Regions from separate parts of the Pan troglodytes genome. Here region 2 is linked to region 1. A link is a contact called in public capture Hi-C data. All regions are on one chromosome and are shown on one strand. Each heading gives the region's core, a stretch centred on a gene start, on an enhancer-like site or on the middle of the called end of the contact. The rest is flanking DNA. Distances are from core to core; before and after follow the strand shown. Region 1 holds the start of SLC27A3 (solute carrier family 27 member 3). Region 2 holds the start of S100A7 (S100 calcium binding protein A7).

The links. Capture Hi-C pulls out chosen DNA fragments and counts their contacts.
Region 2: a capture Hi-C map of stem cell-derived neural stem cells shows a contact between it and region 1, with 4 times the contacts expected there. The contact joins the promoter of S100A7 here to the promoter of SLC27A3 in region 1. A contact is called at or near these places in 3 of 7 Hi-C or Micro-C datasets (induced pluripotent stem cells and stem cell-derived neural progenitor cells) and 1 of 1 other capture datasets (stem cell-derived neural stem cells).

The regions. Positions count from the first base shown.
Region 1 is chr1:95,407,207-95,413,631 of NHGRI_mPanTro3-v2.0_pri, reverse strand. It overlaps SLC27A3 (solute carrier family 27 member 3), which reads left to right and starts at 3,762. Exons shown (of 10, transcript XM_016927581.4): 1 at 3,762-5,739; 2 at 6,093-6,302. The coding sequence starts at 4,689. INTS3 (integrator complex subunit 3) reads left to right here. Exons shown (of 30, transcript XM_001144061.8): 25 at 278-326; 26 at 1,392-1,559; 27 at 1,919-2,019; 28 at 2,218-2,290; 29 at 2,503-2,659; 30 at 2,771-3,655. The coding sequence ends at 2,848.
Region 2 is chr1:95,657,421-95,663,845 of NHGRI_mPanTro3-v2.0_pri, reverse strand. S100A7 (S100 calcium binding protein A7) reads right to left here and starts at 2,834. Exons shown (of 3, transcript XM_054671174.2): 1 at 1-2,834.

The DNA.
Region 1 (6,425 bases), core at 2,513-5,012:
TCCATTGTCCTCCTTCCCACCAAAGTGCACAAGGGCAGGCTCTCTGTCAGCCACTTTTGTTCTTTAGGTGAGTCCTGTGGGCCCACCATGAGCCAGGCTCTGGGCTGGGGCTCAGGTGGCTCAGGGACTGATAGGAGTGGGGTAGGGGATTCTTCCTGGCTCCTCATCAAAGACTGTCCTTATTCCCTCCAGTGGCTGTTGGGGGATGAGAGAGGTCCCCAGATTCCATCCTGGAATCATACCTTCCCCCTGAACAGCCTCTGCCCTTCCCTCACAGAGCACCCAGAGGCCCTGTCCTGCCTACTGCTTCAACTCCGAAGAGAAAAGTGAGTTCCACTTCTGGGGCTCTTTAGCCCTCAGTTTTAACTCCCAAGAGCTGCTGTGGTCTAAAGGGCTTCTGTCCTGCTCCTTATTGCCATATTTTTTCCTGTCGTTAACATCTGCTTATTCTGCCCTTCCCCCAACGTGACTTACAAATGAGCAGCTCCCCTGGGATCTGGGCTTCCTCTCGACTTTACCCCCCTGCCCACCAGGAGCTGCCCTCGGAGGTGGGGAGGTGGGGACCGGACATCCCTGTTTCCTGCTGCCACAGCAGTTCTAATCCCTGGTGGCTCCTGCTCCCCGCCGCGCCCCCTCCCCCCACCGCCCCATGCTCCTGCTGGCCACCGCACAGCTAATCCAAGAGGAGGGAGGGTCAGGGTAGAGGGGTCACGCACCATCCTCTCCCTCACCCTGTGCAGAGCAGAGCCAGCTGGACCTACTGTGCCTTGACAGGGTGGGGCAGAGAGGGAGAGGGTGGCAGCCCCCTCTTCCCGCAAAGCCCTTGAGCAACATCCCCCGATAAATGGGGCAGCAGCTGTGTATCTTATCCTTCCTACCTTTCTGCCTTCCTTCCACCCTTTCTGCTCTCTTGCCTGAGAGACTGTAAATGGTACAGAGTGTCCTAGAGGAAGTGGGAAGCTTGGAGGCTGTATGGGGCTGTGACTTCACAACCCTCTCCTGCCCCCTTCCTCCAGCTGGAAGCCAGGTTGGCCCACAGCTTTAGCAGGGTAGGGGTAGGGGAGCATCCACATGCCACATGCTTGTGCTTCTGCCTCCCAGGCCCACTCCCTGACTGTTCTAGGGGAGGAGGAGGAGAACTGAGGGTCCTCCTTCCCAACACACACACGCACACGCCTTCTCCTACCACAGCAAGTGAAGAATCTCACTTCTTCTCTCCTGGCTTCCACAGAGGATGAAACCAGGCATTCCTTGGCCTAAGGAGAAGAGGGAGAGGGATGTGAGAGTAGTGGGTGGGTGGGGAGGCCAGGGCTTGGGAAATAAGTGGGAGAGACCCAGCATGCCCTGCGGCCACTGTGCAAGCAGCACCCAGTGCCCCCTTCCTCCCCCAGGCCCAGCGAGGAGATGGTGAAGATGGTGCTGAGCCGGCCCTGCCATCCTGACGACCAGTTCACCACCAGCATCCTGCGGCACTGGTGCATGAAACATGACGAGCTGCTGGCCGAGCACATCAAGTCCCTGCTCATCAAGAACAACAGCCTGCCTCGCAAGAGACAGAGGTGGGACACGGTCCCTGTCTACCCTCCAGGCCATGGCGGTCTGCAGTGATTGCTGTCCGGTGGTGGTGGTGATGGGGGCCAGTGCTGTCCCAGCCTGGTTTGTGGGCGACATCTAGTGGTCCGAAGCCACATGGCATGCGAGACCACCGTGGCCCTTTCTCCCCATCTTCCAGTGCCCCTGTGGCCAGGATCCCCTGTTCTAGGCACACCTTTCTCACCCAACCCCAGCCCTCCCAGGCTGCCTATCCTGTTCCCCATGTAGGCTGCCTCTGTCTTAAGAGGGCCCTGGCGGGTGGAGGGTGTCTCGCCCTCTGGAACCCTCCCACACTCAGACTCTGGCTCTGGTGATTCCTGCACAGCCTGAGGAGCTCTAGCAGCAAGCTGGCCCAGCTGACTCTGGAGCAGATCCTGGAGCACTTGGACAACCTGCGGCTCAACCTGACCAACACCAAGCAGAACTGTATGCCTTCCACCCTCGGCGTCCAGTATAGACGGTGCTGCCCTGGCCCAGACTACGCCTGGAGCCAGGCTGGGGGCAGGGGCAGGACACCCGGGGCCACAACCCACACTCGGGATAAAACAACCTGTGGGTGCTGTTTAATAAGCTCCCAGACATCTGATTGTTTTTCCTTCCCTGCTCTCCCTTTTCTTCCTCTAGTTTTTAGCCAGACCCCAATTCTCCAGGCGCTGCAGCATGTCCAAGCGAGCTGTGACGAAGCCCACAAGATGAAGTGAGGCTCCTGCCACTTTGGGCCTTGGAAAGTAGTAGGGGAAAAGCCTAAGGGAGAGGAAGCCTGCTAGGGACATAAACGTAATGGCCAGCAAGACCTTAGGGTCCAGGGTTGAAGAAAAAGAGGCCTAGGCCTGGGGGCAGAGAAGAGGATGGGAGGTGCCGTAGGAGCAGCAGGCTCCCACTCAAAGAGCTACCGCTCCTTTTCCTTAGATTCAGTGATCTCTTCTCCCTGGCGGAGGAATATGAGGACTCTTCCACCAAGCCACCCAAGAGCCGGCGAAAAGCAGCTCTGTCCAGCCCTCGAAGTCGAAAGAATGCCACACAGCCCCCCAATGCCGAAGAAGAGTCGGGCTCCAGCAGTGCTTCAGTGAGAACCCAGCCAGTGCACAGGGGGAAAAGGAGCACTGGGTGCAGGTGGAGTCGGCGCCAGCAGCTGCCCAGGCTGTTAACTTCCCATTTCCCCTCCCATCTCTTCCAGGAAGAGGAAGACACGAAACCGAAGCCTACCAAGCGGAAACGAAAAGGGTCCTCCGCAGTGGGCTCTGACAGTGACTGAGGCCCTGCATTCCCTATCCCACCCCCGGCTGGACTGCCCTCTCCTTCTTGGTGATTCAAAGGTTAATAGAGGCTGAGGAGATTGCAGGGGAAACACCCTTGCTGCATCCCCAAGCTCCCCCGGTGGAAGGAGGAGCTTTCTCCTCTGGCTGAGTTTGAGAAGCTGCCATGCAGCCCCTAGCCCCTTCCCTCCTCCTGGGGCCTCCAGCCCCTCACACTGCTGTTCCCAGTGATATTTGGGATCTGACTGAAGCCAGAGGCTCTGTAAAATCAGACCATAGTGGAAGTCCTCAGCCCCCTGGCCCCTTCCCCAATCTCCTCCCCCAGTCTCCCAAAGAGCCATTTCAACAGAGAAGGGAAATGACAAAGGGGCAGCTGGCCAGATAAGCTAGGATGAGAGCAGAGACTCAGTGTGTGGGTGTCCCTTCCCGCTTCCCCTTCAGGTCTTGGTTTGTTCTGAAGGGACGTTTTATAGTCACTATCCACATGCCAGTGTGAAATGGGCATCTATGACGTGGTCAGGGTGTCCATTCCTAATCATGGGGCAGATGCCACAAGCATTCAGAAAGGAGTCTGAAAGGGTGGCCACAGCCCCACGTGGTGTGCCCTGGAGGCTTAGGTTGGTCTGAGGTTGGCACCTCAATCTACACCAGAGCCCAGGGAGTCCCAGAGGCAAGTTTCACAGAATTGTCAAATGATCCCATTTCCTTGAGTCTGTTTTTTTTTTGTTTTGTTTTGGTTTTTTTTGGCAGAGATAATCGTGTCTTAAAAGTTGTTTTTAAATGACAATAAAACAAGCCAGAATGTCTTTTGTGCTGGAGTGTCTGCTGGCATTTGCCCCGTGCATGTATAGCTTGGTCTTGATTTGATTGGCACCCCTACTTGTAACCGCAGAACATCCCCCTTTCCCTTCCTGTTCTGCCCCCACTTTTGTCTAGAGCAGAAGGGACTTGGCTTTGGCCACTACCCATCCTTCCTGCTGCCACTGGAGGTGGGAGCCAGGCACTGATCTGTCTATGCAGAACCATCCCCCGTAGGATGAGGCCTGTCCTTACTCATTTCTCAAGAAACAAGATGCTTCCAAAAGGTCTGTCATCCTCCAGTTGAAGTCTGTGTGCCTACCAAGAATGGCCGGAGGACTCGCTGCTTGACAGGGGAGGGATGCTCCAGCTTGGTCTCCAGGGACAACTGTACCTGGAGATAAAGTCTGGATACCAGGGAGGGACAGAGATGCTCTTCCTTCCACAGTGTGGCCACTTGCTGGGCCATGTGAACCAGCAGAGAGTTCCTTGGCTATGCTGTTGTTCCCCCGCTGTCCAGGGAGAATGGAGGTGGACTGAGGAGTGAAGTTTGGGCGAACTGCACAGAGCTGCTCCTCTTCACCCCGAAAATTTGTCTTTTTACAGAATCCAGGTTCTCCCCTCCCTCATCACTGCTGTTGCTTCCTTTGAAAGTCTAAACCACTGGAGGCCTCTTTTTCCTTCCTCTCTCCTTCCCCAGTTTCCTCTGTCCCAATTAAAACCAGGATGGAGAGCATTTGCTGGCTGGCCCCAATTATTGTACCCTTGCCCAAAGGGAGGGGCCTCTGTCGTGACCCCTCAGAAATCTGGCAGTCTGGGTTTCCACCTTTCCCCTATTTAACTCTCAGCCCCCACCCATCCCCTGGGGTTGCGGCTGGCAGGCCGGGACTTGCAGAACCAAATGGGCCAGGGGCCAAGTTCATTCTTTTGGGAGAGAGCAATGGTACCTTCCCTTAACGGGAAAACGAGAAATATTGAGGGGAAGATGGACTGCGATCCAAACGCCCTGGCTCTCAGGCCTGGACTCTAGGGCTTAGCCAGATGCCTAAACCGCCCAAGCCGAGGAAGAACTTAGAAGACAGACATAACCCTGGAATTGAGGGAAGGCGCGAGCACCGCCCAGGACCTGGTAGGGTGCGAGCCGCGAGCAGTCCGGGAGGGAGCGCGCCTAGGGCGGAGCGTAGGCTGTGGGGGGAGGGCTGGGAGTCCGGGGCCGCCCCACACCCGCACTCCTCCCGTGTTTCTGCTCTCCGCCCGTGTGGAGTGGTGGGGGCCTGGGTGGGAATGGGCGTGTGCCAGCGCACGCGCGCTCCCTGGAAGGAGAGGTCTCAGCTAGAACGAGCGGCCCTAGGTTTTCGGAAGGGAGGATCAGGGATGTTTGCGAACGGCTGGAACCAGACGGTGCCGATGGAGGAAGCGGGCTCCATGGCTGCCCTCCTGCTGCTGCCCCTGCTGCTGTTGCTACCGCTGCTGCTGCTGAAGCTACACCTCTGGCCGCAGTTGCGCTGGCTCCCGGCGGACTTGGCCTTTGCGGTGCGAGCCCTGTGCTGCAAAAGGGCTCTTCGAGCTCGCGCCCTGGCCGCGGCTGCCGCCGACCCGGAAGGTCCCGAGGGGGGCTGCAGCCTGGCCTGGCGCCTCGCGGAACTGGCCCAGCAGCGCCCCGCGCACACCTTTCTCATTCACGGCTCGCGGCGCTTTAGCTACTCGGAGGCGGAGCGCGAGAGTAACAGGGCTGCACGCGCCTTCCTACGTGCGCTAGGCTGGGACTGGGGACCCGACGGCGGCGACAGCGGCGAGGGGAGCGCTGGAGAAGGCGAGCGGGCAGCGCCGGGAGCCGGAGATGCGGCGGCCGGAAGCGGCGCGGAGTTTGCCGGAGGGGACGGTGCCGCCAGAGGTGGAGGAGCCGCCGCCCCTCTGTCACCTGGAGCAACTGTGGCGCTGCTCCTCCCCGCTGGCCCAGAGTTTCTGTGGCTCTGGTTCGGGCTGGCCAAGGCCGGCCTGCGCACTGCCTTTGTGCCCACCGCCCTGCGCCGGGGCCCCCTGCTGCACTGCCTCCGCAGCTGCGGCGCGGGCGCGCTGGTGCTGGCGCCAGGTAAGGCTGGAGCTCCGAACTGACTAAGGCGGGGCCAGCCACAGAAGGGGGCGTGTCGGAGACCACAGAAAGGCTTGGTCTCATCCCTGGGCCTGGGAAGAAGCCGACTATCCCTTGGGGTTCGAAAGTGGGTGGAGATAGGAGTCTCCGGGTTTGAGAAGGGATGAGGCTGAATCTTTGGTGCCCCAAGGATCCCCAAGGAGTCGAGTTCCAGGCCTCAGACCCAAGATGGAATGTCCATACCCTTCACCCTCATCCAAGAGCAGTGTGGGCTGGGATGGGGAGGGGACATGGGTCATAGGCTCTTCTAGGTAGAGCCAGGGCCCCGGCGTTGTGCTTTCCCACCCTTCTAGAGTTTCTGGAGTCCCTGGAGCCGGACCTGCCCGCCCTGAGAGCCATGGGGCTCCACCTGTGGGCTGCAGGCCCAGGAACCCACCCTGCTGGAATTAGCGATTTGCTGGCTGAAGTGTCCGCTGAAGTGGATGGGCCAGTGCCAGGATACCTCTCTTCCCCCCAGAGCATAACAGACACGTGCCTGTACATCTTCACCTCTGGCACCACGGGTGAGGGCCGGGCACCATACTTAGCTCCCCGAAACCAAGGCAGAGGAAGGCAGGGGTCTGCTCCCAGACCACTCCTTCAAAGCCCCCAGAGAGGATGCTGATTTCATTGACACATCCTTTTTC
Region 2 (6,425 bases), core at 1,585-4,084, 250 kb before region 1:
ACTCGGAGCAGCCGGCAGGCCCTGCCGGCCCCGGGCAATGAGGGACTTAGCACCAGGGCCAGCGGCTGCGGAAGGTGTACTGGGTCCCCCAGCAGTGCCGGCCCACCGGCGCTGCGCTCCATTTCTCGCCGTGTCTCGCCGCCCGGCAGGGCTCGGGACCTGCAGCCCGCCATGCCTGAGCCTCCCACCCCCTCCGTGGGCTCCTTGTGCGGCCGAGCCTCTCCGACGAGCGCCGCCCCCTGCTCCACAGCGCCCAGTCCCATTGACCACCCAAGGGCTGAGGAGTGCGGGCGCAAGGCGCGAGACTGGCAGGCAGCTCCACCTGCAGCCCTGGTGCAGGATCCACTGGGTGAAGCCAGCTGGGCTCCTGAGTCTGGTGGGGAGGTGGAGAACCTTTATGAGTAGCTCAGGGATTGTAAATACACCAATCAGCACCCTGTGTCTAGCTCAGGGTTTGTGAATGCACCAATCGACACTCTGTATCTAGCTACTTTGGTGGGGCCTTGGAGAACCTTTGTGTGGACACTCTGTATCTAGCTAATCTGGTGGGGACGTGGAGAACCTTTGTGTCTAGCTCAGGGATTGTAAATGCACCAATCAGCACCCTGTCAAAACAGACCACTCCCGTCTACCAATCAGCAGGATGTGGGTGGGGCCAGATAAGAGAATAAAAGCAGGTTGCCCTAGCCAGCAGTGGCAACCCGCTCGGGTCTCCTTCCACACTGTGGAAGCTTTGTTCTTTCGCTCTTTACAATAAATCTTGCTGCTGCTCACTCTTTGGGTCCACACTGTCTTTATGAGCTGTAACACTCACTGCGAAGGTCTGCAGCTTCACTCCTGAAGCCAGTGAGACCAGGAACCCACCAGGGAGGAGGAACAAAGAACTCCAGATGCCCCTCATTAAGAGCTGTAACACTCACCCCGAAAGTCTGCAGTTTCACTCCTGAGGCAACAAGACCACGAACCCCACCAAAAGGAAGAAACTCCGAGAACACATCCGAACATCAGAAGGAACAAACTCCAGACATGCCGCCTTTAAGGACTGTAACACTCACCGCGAGGGTCTGCGGCTTCATTCTTGAAGGCAGTGAGACCAAGAACCCACCAATTCCAGACACAATAGCCTCCCAGGCTGGGTGCGGTGGCTCACAGTCTGTAATCCCAGCACTTTGGGAGGCCAAGGCAGGTGGATCAGCTGAGGTCTGGAGTTCAAGATCAGCCTGGCCAACATGATGAAACCCCATCTCTACTAAAAATACAAAAATTAGCCAGGCATGATTGTGGGAGCCTGTACTCCCAGGTACTGGGGAGGCTGAGGCAGGAGAATCACTTGAATCCGAAAGGTGGAGGTTGCGGTGAGCTGAGATCACACCACTGCACTCCAGCTTGGGCAACAGAGTGAAACTCTGTCTCAAAAAAATATATATATAATATAATATATACAGAGCATTATTAGAGAAAAATAATCACTCTGTATTACTACAAACATTTCAGAAGACATAACAATTCCGAACTTGTTTGTATCTTTTAGTATAGCCTCAAAAAATATAAAGAAAATGACTGAATTACTAAAATAAATTTATAAAATCACAGTCTTAGTGGGATATTTCAACATGCTTCTTTCAGTAATTGAGAGATCAAGCAGACAAAAAGAGAACCTCAATAAGAAAAAAAGAAAACATGACTACAGAACACGCATTCTTCTGAAGCACCCACACAACTTTTCTGAAAATTGACTACATGCTAGAGCAAAACAAGTCTGAACATATTTTGTAAAATTATACAATAAATCCCCTGCTATCAAAACACAATGTAATTAAAAATCAGTAACAAAAGGATAACTAGAAAAAAGGTACATGTATGAAAGTTTAAAAATATACTTCTAAGAAATATTCATGGGAAGATAAGAAATCATAATGAAAATTTGAAAAACTACACTTTGACCAATCAATAAAGAAAAGGAAACCTTAAAAATGTGGAAAAATCAGCCAGGTGAGGTGGCTCACACCTGTAATCCCAGCACTTTGGGAGGCCGAGGCGGGCAGATCACTTGAGGTCAAGAATTCAAGACCAGTCTGGCCAACATAGTGAAACCCTGTCTCTACTAAAAGTACAAAAATTAGCAGGATGTGGTGGCAGGTGCCTGTAATCCCAGCTACTGGGGAGGCTGAGGTGGGAGAATCACTAGAACCCGAGAGGTGGAGGTTGCAGTGAGCCGAGATCGCACCACTGCACTCCAGCCTGGGCAACAGAGCAAGACCCTGTCTCAAAAAAAAAAAAAAAAACCAAGAACACAAAATAGATGGTAGGAGTAAGAACAAATATATCAGTAACATCAATACATATGAATGAATTAATTGTTCCAGTTAGAAAAGAGAAATCAACTGGTCAGATTTTTTAAATCCATATGTGCTATTTACATAAAAACAAATCTAAAGCAAAAGAATACAAAAGATTAACAGGAGAAGAATGAAAAAATATATAACATGTAAATATAACCAAACAAAAGCTGGTTAATATAACATGTGTAGAACTAACCAATATATGTATTGTTTAGGCTGGGCGTGGTGGCTCACACCTGTAATCCCAGCACTTTGGGATGCCAAGGCAGGTGGATCACCTAAGGTCAGGAGTTCGAGACCAGCCTGACCAACATGGCAAAACCCCATCTCTACTAAAAATACAAAAATTAGTTGTGTGTAGTGGCGCGTGCCTGTAGTCCCAGCTACTCAGGAGGCTGAGACCAAAGAATAGCTTGAACCCAGGAGAAGGAGGTTGCAGTGAGCCAAGATCATGCCACTGCACTCTAGCCTGGGTGACAAAGCGAGACTCTGTCTCAAAGGAAAAAAAAAAAAAAAAAAAAAATATATATATATATATATATATATATGTAGAGAGAGTTTAGTAACTCCAGCTGGTTACATATTATGTACATTTATAAGACAATATAAAACTTATTGGGTAGCTAAAATAGTACTTAGATGAAGTGTATAGCCTTAAAGTTATATATTAGAAAAGACAAAAGTCTAAAAATAAATGAATCGGGCCAGGCGTGGTGGCTCACACCTGTAATTCCAGCACTTTGGGAGGCTGAGGCAGGAGGATCACTTGAGGTCAGGAGTTCTAGACCAGTGTGACCAACATGGCAAAACCCGGTCTCTACTAAAAATACAAAAATTAGCCAGGTGTGGTGGCGCATGCCTGTATTCTCAGCTACTCAGGAGGCTGAAGTAGGAGAAGCTCAAACCTGGGAGGTGGAGGCTGCAGTGAGCAGAGATCGTGCCACTGCACTCCAGCCTAGGGACAGAGTAAGACTGTCTTAAAAAAAAAAAAAAAAAAAAAAAAAGAGAGGGTGACAGAGAGAGAGAGAGAGATCAGCCTGGGCAACATGGCAAAACCTCGTCTCTATTTAAGAAAAAGAAAGAAGGAAAGAAAGAGAGAGAGAGAGAAAGGAAGAAAGAAGAAAGAAAAGAAAAGAAAAGAAAGTTAGTTCTCCCTATTCTTGGTTTTCTGAGATTTTTTTTTTCCCCAGCACAGCACAGCAGTTCTACAGAGAGGCCACCAGACTGCTTATTCATATGGACCTCTAGTCACCCCTGGCAGTGTTTTCCAGCCAGCAAAGGTTTCAAACCTCCCTGGATGGAGCTCAGAGAGGAAGGGATGAGCCACCATCTGTGCTGTTTGGCTGCTTTAGCCACTCTTGCCTTTGGGCTTTGAGGAGTCTGAGGCAACTGCGGGCTGGAGCGGACCTGCAGCATACCACAGCTGCTCTACAAAAACATGGCCAGACTGCTTTTTTAAGCAGGTCTCTGATCCTATTCCTCCTTGCTGGGCAGGAGGTTAATAAGCTGGTCTGCAGCTACCTCTGCCATTGTTTTCCAGCAGGCAGCAGTTCCAAACTTCCTTCAACCTGCCCAGGTCATTGTGCACAAGGGGTCGAAGGATGGAGCTGTCAGAGGTGTGGAGTCCTAATAGGAAAAAGGAGTCAGGCTGGTGGGACCAGGGAAAAGCAAAAAGAGAAAGCAGATCAACTATAAGTGGGCCTTTCTTCATGATCCAGGACTCATAGCACTCATGTACAAATAACTCACAATCTTCCTGTGCCCAACTGATAGAGGATTTTGCTCCTTAACTCAGCTAAATCCAGGTTCTTGTGTTACAACCAGGAAACATTAGGCATATGGATGCATTGAAGGATGAGGAGGGTGAAATTTATTGAGCAAAAGAGGGGTCCCCTCTCAGCAAATAGAGGGGTCCTGCAAACAGGTTTCCACCTCACAATTGAATACCAGGGCTCCCACATATGCACTGAAGAGTCAGGCTCCTTCCCTTGCATAAGGTATGAATTCCTGGTGGCTCCACCCCGACCTTTCGGTGTGCATGGGGGCCCTTAGTCTGAGCCACTCCACACTGATTTATTTCCCTTACTGTGCATGTGTTAAGGGGTGGAATTTTTCACCGTGCACATGTTTAGGCAAGCCCCTGTGCACAATGACCTGGGCGGGTTGGAAGTTCTCCAAGGACACTTCCCTATCTGCCTAGGCATTTGGCTGTCCGTTGCCTCTATCACAACTATCACCAGACCCTCAGCTGATAGAAATTGGAAGTTAGCTCACTGCAACCTTGGCATTATCGGTACTGCTGTGCCGATGTAACCATCCGTACACAGAAAAGAGCTATCCTATAAAATCCCCAGCAAGCCTTTGTTTCCTTGCAGTCAGCTCCTCTCTTGCTGACTCTGCCAGTTGCTCTTTTGCAACATATTCATACTTTCTCTAATAAATCTGCCTATCTTTACCTACAACTATCTTGGTAAATTATTTTACCGTCCACACATTAGCAGCCCCAGAGAGTTACTGCTCACCTGTGACATTTTAGTTGCTCGTAGGGGAACTCTCTCTCCTTATGGGGAACTCTCTCACCTCTCTCTTTCTCTTTCCCAACTGGGGACCCTTGGTGGACAGCATCTAAGCATAAAAACAACTATAGGTCTCTGGCTGGAGCTACACTTTGGTGGAACTAAACGGTGTCCATGTGGAACTGTCTTACGGCTACCACCCATTTGGGTGAGAGGCCTAAGTTTATGTTATCTTTTCAGTCTCCCAGCAGCTGGCTTCTAATATCCCTCTGGCAATTGATAGCCACTAGCCCAGGCCACTCTCCAGTGTTACCTGAAGGCCAGAGGGTGAATGGGGCTGGCCACCTTGCCCAGAAGAGAAGAAGGCTCTCTCCTGTATTTTCTGGTTGGAAGTCCCTAATCCCTATGCATGCAACTGGCCATGGATGCTCATTCAGAGCAAATTCACACACGTTTTGGGTGATTCAGACCCTCTCTTTCTTACTCTAAATTCTCCTGTGGAGTCAGCCAGGCATCCTGTCCCAGATGTTGCTAAATCAGGTGATCTCAGACAGCCTCGGAACAATGAGTCTTCCCCTACCCGCCCCCTCCGCTGGGCTAGCACAGGCAGAGCGCTCCCTTCACCTGTTTTCCTTGTACCTGGATTGGCCTTATGCGGGATGGCAAATGCAGGTAACAAGGAAGCAGCCAAGTGGTCTTTTCTAATAGGTGGGACCCCCCTTTAGAAAGTGCACCCCCAAGTCCCTCAGCAGACACAGTGGAACCCTTTTTCATCTTGGAGGGACACCTCGAGAGAAAGTGTGGTTCATGCTCCAAAAACAGTCCCGCCCCCAAGCACATGGTTCCCAGGCCCACCATGGGACAAACCCTGTCTGTTCCTTCAGACTCACCTCTAGGCTGCATCCTAAAGTATTGGGGCAAATTCCACCCCCAAACTCTCAAAAAAGAAACATCTGGGTTTTCTTGTGTAATACAGCATGGCCGCTATGCAGGAAATCCTCAAATTAACCTCCTCAGTCTTTTATATTTGAGAGCAGAATAAGGATAACAGGACTAAAAAGAGAAAGAAAAATGCAGAGACAGGAGGCAGACTCAACTGTTGGCTGCTTCACAAGCCCTCAGCTCCCTCCAGGTTTCCCTAAAAGCACTCGTCGAAGTAATTGCCATCAGTGCAGAAGGCCAGGCCGATAAAAGACAAAGTGCCCCAATAAAATAAATGGGAAAAAGCCCTGTATGGCTTGGCACCTCTGCCACAAGCTCAGCCAGTGGAAACAGGACTGCCCTGGAAACCAAAGGGCCCCTGGGAAGGAATCCTAACCCCTGATGGCCGTGAGCTAAAGGGGCTCTCTTCTCCAGCTGAAAAGATCTCACCTTAACTGGTGAGTTGTGAAAGGGGATGAATTTGTCCCAAACCGTGTAGGTCCGGGGTGCTAAGGCTCTCCCTAATGGGAAATAAACAAGGGTGGTAGGGTGCTGCCACCACTCCATGCAGTGGCTAGAAGGCTCACGCCTGTAATCCCAACATTTTGGGAGGCCAAGGTGGGCAGATCACTTGAGATCAGGAATT